Linked DNA regions of Cricetulus griseus: region 2 is linked to region 1. A link is a contact called in public Hi-C data. All regions are on one chromosome and are shown on one strand. Each heading gives the region's core, a stretch centred on a gene start, on an enhancer-like site or on the middle of the called end of the contact. The rest is flanking DNA. Distances are from core to core; before and after follow the strand shown.

Evidence for each region. Hi-C and Micro-C count contacts between places; a contact is called where the count stands out from the background.
Region 2: a contact with region 1 is called in a Hi-C map of liver, with 2.5 times the contacts expected there. The contact joins the enhancer-like site here to the promoter of Slc22a11 in region 1. A contact is called at or near these places in 4 of 8 Hi-C or Micro-C datasets (the CHL-YN cell line, the CHO-K1 cell line, fibroblasts and 1 more).

The regions. Positions count from the first base shown.
Region 1 is chr3:52,758,537-52,761,941 of CriGri-PICRH-1.0, reverse strand. Slc22a11 (solute carrier family 22 member 11) reads right to left here and starts at 1,955. Exons shown (of 10, transcript XM_035441593.1): 1 at 1,563-1,955. The coding sequence starts at 1,955.
Region 2 is chr3:52,851,690-52,855,093 of CriGri-PICRH-1.0, reverse strand. All of the region lies in intron 15 of Nrxn2 (neurexin-2-beta), which reads left to right. Among named protein-coding and RNA genes, the nearest start is that of Slc22a12, 41 kb to the right of the region's middle. Within about 2 kb of position 2,108, at least 1 of the 6 cell types and tissues checked has open chromatin away from gene starts, as enhancers often do.

The DNA of each region.
Region 1 (3,405 bases), core at 706-3,205:
AAAGGTAACAGGACAGGAAAGGGTGCTGAGCCAGCATTGCTATTCTAAATGCTGATTGTGTGGATGGGTCTGTCCCAAGCTCCTGTCTGTCCTAAAACCCAAGCCTACATCTGAACCCGGGTCACCATAAGCCATCAGAAGTATAAGCCAGATAGTAAACTTCTCCACTTGAGGGAGGGGGGTCTGGAGAGAGAGTTCAGTGGGAATACGCTCGCTGCAGAAGCATGAAGATGTGACTTCAGTGTTCAGAACCCACATAAAAAGCTGGGCAAGGTGGTACGCCTTTGTAGCCCCAACATGGGATGGGTGGGGGAAGGAGGAGTGTCTGGCCAGGCAAATGTGGGAGCCTGCTGTCCCAAGGCAGGGAGATCCTGTGTCACAAAACAAGGTGGGGGCTGGAGAGATGGCTCAGATAGTTAAGAGCCCCTTGTGTGCAATTGTTAGAATTCTAACAGCCACACACCTAACAAGCCAGACATCTGGCTCATGCCTATAACCCCAGCTCTAAGGGGAAAAGAGACAGGATTCCAGGGCTTGCTCTCTTCTGGCCTAGCTGAGAAAATGTGAGGTCAGGTTCAGGGAGAGACCCTGCCTCAAAGGGACAGGCAGAAGGATAGAAGACATCTGACACCTTTGGACTCTGCAGGTGTGTATAGACACCACACACACACACACACACACACACACACACACACACACACACAATTTTTTTTAAAGATGCATGGCTCCAGCTTCCATACACACACACATGCATATAGAGGTATACCTGCTTGCGGATGCACATGTTCTCTCTCTCTCTCTCTCTCTCTCTCTCTCTCTCTCTCTCTCTGTGTGTGTGTGTGTGTGTGTGTCTGTCTGTCTGTCTGTCTGTGTGTCTTTCCACTTGAGCAAACTAGTCCTAGATCCATCTGTGTTCTTGTACACTCCAGTTTTATTAAAGAACTCTTCTAAGACTGTTCAGTAAGAACATCCCACTCTGTTTCAGTGAGAATCCAGTTGGGCTAGTTTGGCCAGCCTCTTCCGTCATTGTAATTTTCTGCCCTCTGACCCTCCCAGGCTTCTAGTTGTGACTGACCTTTTGTCTTGAGTAGGGGCACATCTCTTTCTCCCGAAGCAAGACCACATCTCTACCTGATGGTTTCTCTAGCTGTGGAGAGATCAAATCTGCCTTCCCATTTTGGATAGCTGGATACCTGTTTTATGTGTCGGTGTGTGCATGGCATGTGTGTGTGTGTGTGTGGGGGGGTTACATATGTGCGTGTGTCTCTTGAAGTTGACAGTAGGTATCTATCTCAATTACTCTTCACTTTGTAGTTTGAGACAGCAGTCTCTCACTGAAGTTAGAATTCTCTGAAGCCCCAAGGATCTTCCTGTCTCTGTTCCCTTAGCACTGTCTGCCTACCCCTTTTTATATGGGTTCTGGGGGTTTGAACTCAGGTCTTCAGACAGCACTTTACTGACTGAGTCATCTCCCTAGGCCTGTATAACACTTCAATATTTTGTTTGTTGTGCAAGGCCAGGGGAAGAGGCAAGCTATGCAGGCCAGTTCTGGGGATCCTTACCTTGGTTACAATTGTAGATGAAAAAGTACTGTTGTCATAGACCCAACCATCCACACATGGCTCTGTCACAGCCTCACTCCTGTTGGCAGCTGTGGCATTGGGGTCCAGAAACTGCCACTGTGGATGGCGGAAGCGACGGCACTGGTGAGGTTTCAGGTTGGGGCCAGCTGGGATGGAGATGGCTAGGAGGGCCTCGTGGGTCAGGTTGGTGAACACCTCAGAGCTGTTGTCCAGCATATTGGTCCAACAGCGGTGGTCTGGGACGGCAGCTGAGAAATTCTCCAGAAGTATGTGAAAAGGGAACGAGATGGTGGGGAGAATCAGCGTGCAGATCTGCAGGACCTGGAAGAGTCCCATACCCCCAGCTCTGTCCAGAAGCTCCTCGAACGCCATGAGCGGAGCTGATCCTCGTCGCCCTTGGGGAAGAAGGTGAGTGCTGAGATCTGCTAGTCCTTGCTAGTCCTCACGGATACCAAGTGCTCCCAAGCTCCTCCTTGCTCTGATGGTAGAGATAGGAGTGGGGTGGGAGGGTAAAAGTCTCCTTGTCCTGTTTCCAGGAGTGATCACTGGGATGTCCCAACACTGTAGAGGGGACCCAGGTAGAGGACTCATGTGCTGAACTGCCTGGATGGCAGGACTGCTACCAGGTCAGGGTGGGAAGGCCTGAGCCCTCTCTGATACCAAGAGAGAACAGTCAAACAGGTTTTTCCAACCTCCAGGGCAAAGCTGTTACTGAGTTACAGCCACGGAAGGACTGGCTGCTGCCACTGCTTACTGGGAGCAGCAAATGTTCAACCTCAGCCTGGGCTCCCATGCCTGACTATTCTCACCCAGGACTTTATACTCTTTCAAACTTGTCATAGGGTTGTCCAATCAGGGAACCATTGACCTCACTGGAACCCAGTGGCTGATGCTGGCAGCTGCTGGCTATTTACTTACTGTCTTGGGGTATGTGAGTGTGTGCAAATGTGCAGGAAAGCCAGAGGACAACCTGCAGGGTTGCTTTAAGCTTGGGTCCTCGGGTAAGAGCCTTTCCCCATGTAGCCATCCGTCCTGAACTCTTGCCCCGAGCCTCTTTTCCAGACTGGAAACTTCAGGTGGAACCCATGGCTGCTGTTTCTCAGAATCTCTCGGAAGTCACTCAAGGGACTGAGTGGATGTGCATGTGTGGAACTTCACCATCTCCTTGGTCACCCATCTCCCTCGTTCCCTGTAAGGATGAAGCCAGCCTGACCCTAGTGCAGCATCTGGGCTGTTCCCCTTGGTGACAGCCGTCCTCTGCTCCCAGAGTCACCTTCTTCTATGCTGTGCTCTGTGCCCCCATCCATTTCTCATAGCAGCCAAGACAGAAATGGGTGTTAACTACTTCTAACAAAAAAAGGAGGTTCAGAGAGGGCAAGCAACTTGACCAAGGTCACACAGTCAAGCTCAAATTAAAACCAGATACCAAAGCCTGAACTCTCCTGGATGCCCCATGGGCAGTGTCTGAGTGGCCACCAGCTGGCCCGGAACACAGGGTTACCTCTCTGGGTGCCAGAGGGAAGTGTCGTAGGTTTTAGAGAGACTTGTGCATGGGTGAGGACCCCGAACTTCCAGGAACCTCCTTAGAGGGCTTGGGGAGCTGTGTGGGACTCCCTTACCCTGCCTCAGCATGGGAGCTCACTGTACGGTCTGCCATTGCAGATCCAGAGAGATGGGGTAACCAGGCCAGAGGAACCCATGAGAGGTGGTAGGAACGGGGTAGGCCAGATCCAACACAGGGGCTGGTACCTTGATGCATGGCCTCGCTTCCTTGTCCCTCTGACTTTTTAGTCTGTGAAACAGTAATGTTTGCAAACCTGAG
Region 2 (3,404 bases), core at 859-3,358, 93 kb before region 1:
CCTGTGTTCCTTCATAGTCTCTCCTCTCTAGTCCCTGTCTCAGCTGCCATCCCTGCCCCATGCATTACTCCCCAGTTTCTCTTCTCCTGTAACCTCAGCCCCACACCATGCTCCTGCTCTCAGCTCTGCTTCCCCAGGATCTCTCTGCCCTCTTCATTTGCCCCCTGTCCTCCTCATTGTTCTCTTCTGGCTTTCCTCAGGCCCAGTGTTGCTTCCAAAGGCTCAGACAGAACATGGTCATTCTAGGCAACAATGAGAGGCACAAAGAGTGAGCTAGGAAGGGTTGGGCTCAATGGAGGGGTGCCCTGTGTGGTGAGGAGGAGTAGGTATGGAAGAGGAGAGTGAAAGAGAGAAGTGCTGGCCCAGGAATGACGGGCAGGTGGGGAAGAGGGCCCAGGAGCTGGCAAGGAGCAGGAGCCAGGCAGAGGGAGGGAACAGGAATGCAGGTTTTTCTGGATTGTGTAGGATGCTTTATCCCTCTACAGTTCTAGATCTCCCAGAAGGTTCTTGTCACAGCCCCTGATGCTCCAGGGATACAGGTCAAGATAACAGGAATCTGAAAGAACTATATCATGTTGGCATGAGCATTGCCTTGGGGTGTCTTCCCAGAGTAGGAGGAGTAGAGGATGAGATGGAGGGTGGCCTGGGACAGTGATGGAGGCAGTAGGGAGGCTGTGAGGGATTCGGGGAGGAAGGAAGGGGCTAAGGGAAGCTAGAAGAGGAAGAAGCATGCTGTCATGACTGATCCCATCTCTGTTCACATTACCTATGGGGAAGATGAGAGAAGCAGCTTCCCTTGGGACTCCTCTAAGGGTTGAAGGCAGGTTTCCTCCTGCTCCAAGGTTCCCTAGTGTGAGGACATCTCTCTTCATGGACACCTTATTCTCTGCTTCTCCACTGAGTCTCTCCTTGCCTTTCCTCCCTCCTCACCGCTTCCCCACTGTCCCTCCCATCCCCCCACCACTCTTGTTACATAATGTCCCTACCCACCTGCCAAACACCATTGACACTTCTGCACCTGATGTCACTGTGGGATATGGGGTGACCACTGGGACCTAAAATGGATGAAGGAGATGACACCTTTCTGGTCTTGAACCCCTTTGTCCAAGTCCTGGCTTCTGAATCCTTGATGAGGTCTCAGTTCCTTCCTGGTTCCCCTGGGAGCCAGCAAAGACTCAGTCCCAGCTCATTTCTGGATCCGTAGCTTCCAGCATAAAGGGACTATCATGTGTGTTGGTTCTGGGGATGGGCATGTCAACTGGGATCTCTGACTGAATGGTGTATGGCCAAGAATTAAGTTAAAAGTTGAGGAGGTATGTAGATCAAGAGAGAGTTGAGTTCAGGGGTCTGGGCCTGTGCAGAAGCTCCACCCCCTGGTTGTAGTGGTTCTCCTGGGAATATTTGTTGGTGGCAGAAAGCACCTAAGATAGAGGCGTTTCTGGGTTACACAGGAGCCCTGACCATTTTACATCTTCCAGAAGGCTTTTGTTATAGCTTCTGATGCTACTGGGGCACTGACAGACAGAGCGGCTGCACATGTATTTTAGCCCTGGGGCATGACTACATGGGTGGTTTTTATTCGGAATAACCGATGTGAGTCTGGGTTCCCTAACCATTGTTAATGGTTGGTTGCTTTCTCACTAGAATGTAGGTGTGTGTGTGTGTGTGTGTGTGTGTGTGTGTGTGTGTGTGTGGTGTTGACTATATGATCATTTCTAGTACTTTATGGCTCTGTGGATTTCTGGGTCTAGGATGCATTGAGAAAACTATGTTGGATGAGGGCAGAAGGTGCCAATCTTGAACCTGATTAGAAACTCTCTTGCCGTGGGCTTCAGCGGTGTGTAATGGTTAGCATGCTATGCACAGTCAGCTTCCCATTTCCCAGCGTGGAAAAGAACAACTGGTCTACAACAGCCTTGGGCAATACTGGGGCTTACTTTAGGCACCTTTGCTTCTCAAGTCCTTGCTGGATGCGGTCAAGAGTTATAGACGTGGAGTGTTGTCTTGGCACTAAGGCTGCCGTGCCTTCTTGGGGGAGTACGGGGCAGGGCCAGGGACAGTTTGCTTGCCTGGTCGAGCCGCTGCGTGAAGCGCCTCCCGAGCGTGGCCGGAGGGGCGGGACTTGGCAGAAGCCCCGCCTCTCGCACCCGACCTCCTCCTTAAGCCAAGCCCTCTGTCCCCGCCCGTGCGGAAATCGTGGTGCTGGGGAGAGAAATGTCTCCCCGGGGTAATTACTGCAGCCCCAGCCCAATAAACCATTCATCCTTCCCCTCTCCTGCCCAAGAAGTGTCTCTCCAACCTGGTTCCCCCCACAGTATAATAAACGCCCTTCGGCTTTAACAGGTCCGCCCAGCACAGTAAACTGTCTGCAGTATGGGAACAGCTGGATCATAAATCCCGGGGGAGGCCGGGGCTGGGGAGCGCGGGGGCGGGGGCTGGGACTCGGGCGCCCATCCGCCCCTGCCCCTCGCCGGCCCCTGCCCTTGGCCGCCCGCGGAGGCCTGCCTTTGTGCGTTTACCGCCATGTTTCCCCGGCTGCCGCGACTCTGTCACCGGTGGGGTCTGCCTCTCCCGGCTGGGGCTTTGTGTGCAGTTGGGTGCCTCTGTTACAGTGCTCCCAGGGAGGAATAGAAGTATGCTGGTTCTACTAATAATCCCACAGATACACTAACTTTAAGATTGTGGGGCGTCGCCGCCTGCGGTCATACTAGCGTGGTGTGTGGTCTCATGGGTCTAGGTTGCTGCGTTCACTGGAGCTGTGTTCTGGACCATGGCTATCGCCATCTCGCTCTCTCGCTCGCTCGCAGCTGTGGAAGCTGTGGTGCAGTGCTCTTACCCCCAGTCAGTGACGTGGCCTCTTCAGACCTTCACAGTCTCTACACATGCTGAGATCGAGTGAGCGCGCGGCTTGGGCGGAGAGCGGTATCAGAGAGCGACTTAAGCCTTGAGATCTTTTGCTCTAACTGCTTGGTTCTCGCTCTCTTTCTCCACTTTCACGCCTCTACACTCGTGACTGACTGAATATATCTTGATGGAGCAGTGCTTTGAGGATCTTCTCAGCTCTTGCTTTGTCCATTAAATGGAAAGGCAAAGGCTCTCTGTGGCCAAGCCATGAGCATACTCTATAGTCGAGTGCTTCGGGGTTCTTGGCCATGCAGCCTTTGTTGTCTTTGACCCCTGAGTGTTTTTTTACTTTACTTCTTTATTTCCAGTTTTAAAAGATAATGTCTTAAGAGTGCTCTTGAACCTTCATTCTGACTTTCTGGACATTTTTAAAAAGTTTTATCAAATAAAATATTCATCATTGTAATCCAATGTAGGACCCATGATGGATGTGTTATTTTTTTCCTTCAAGAGGTAAAGCTCATTTGTATGGAATAATTAATGGTAAGGATCTTTATGGC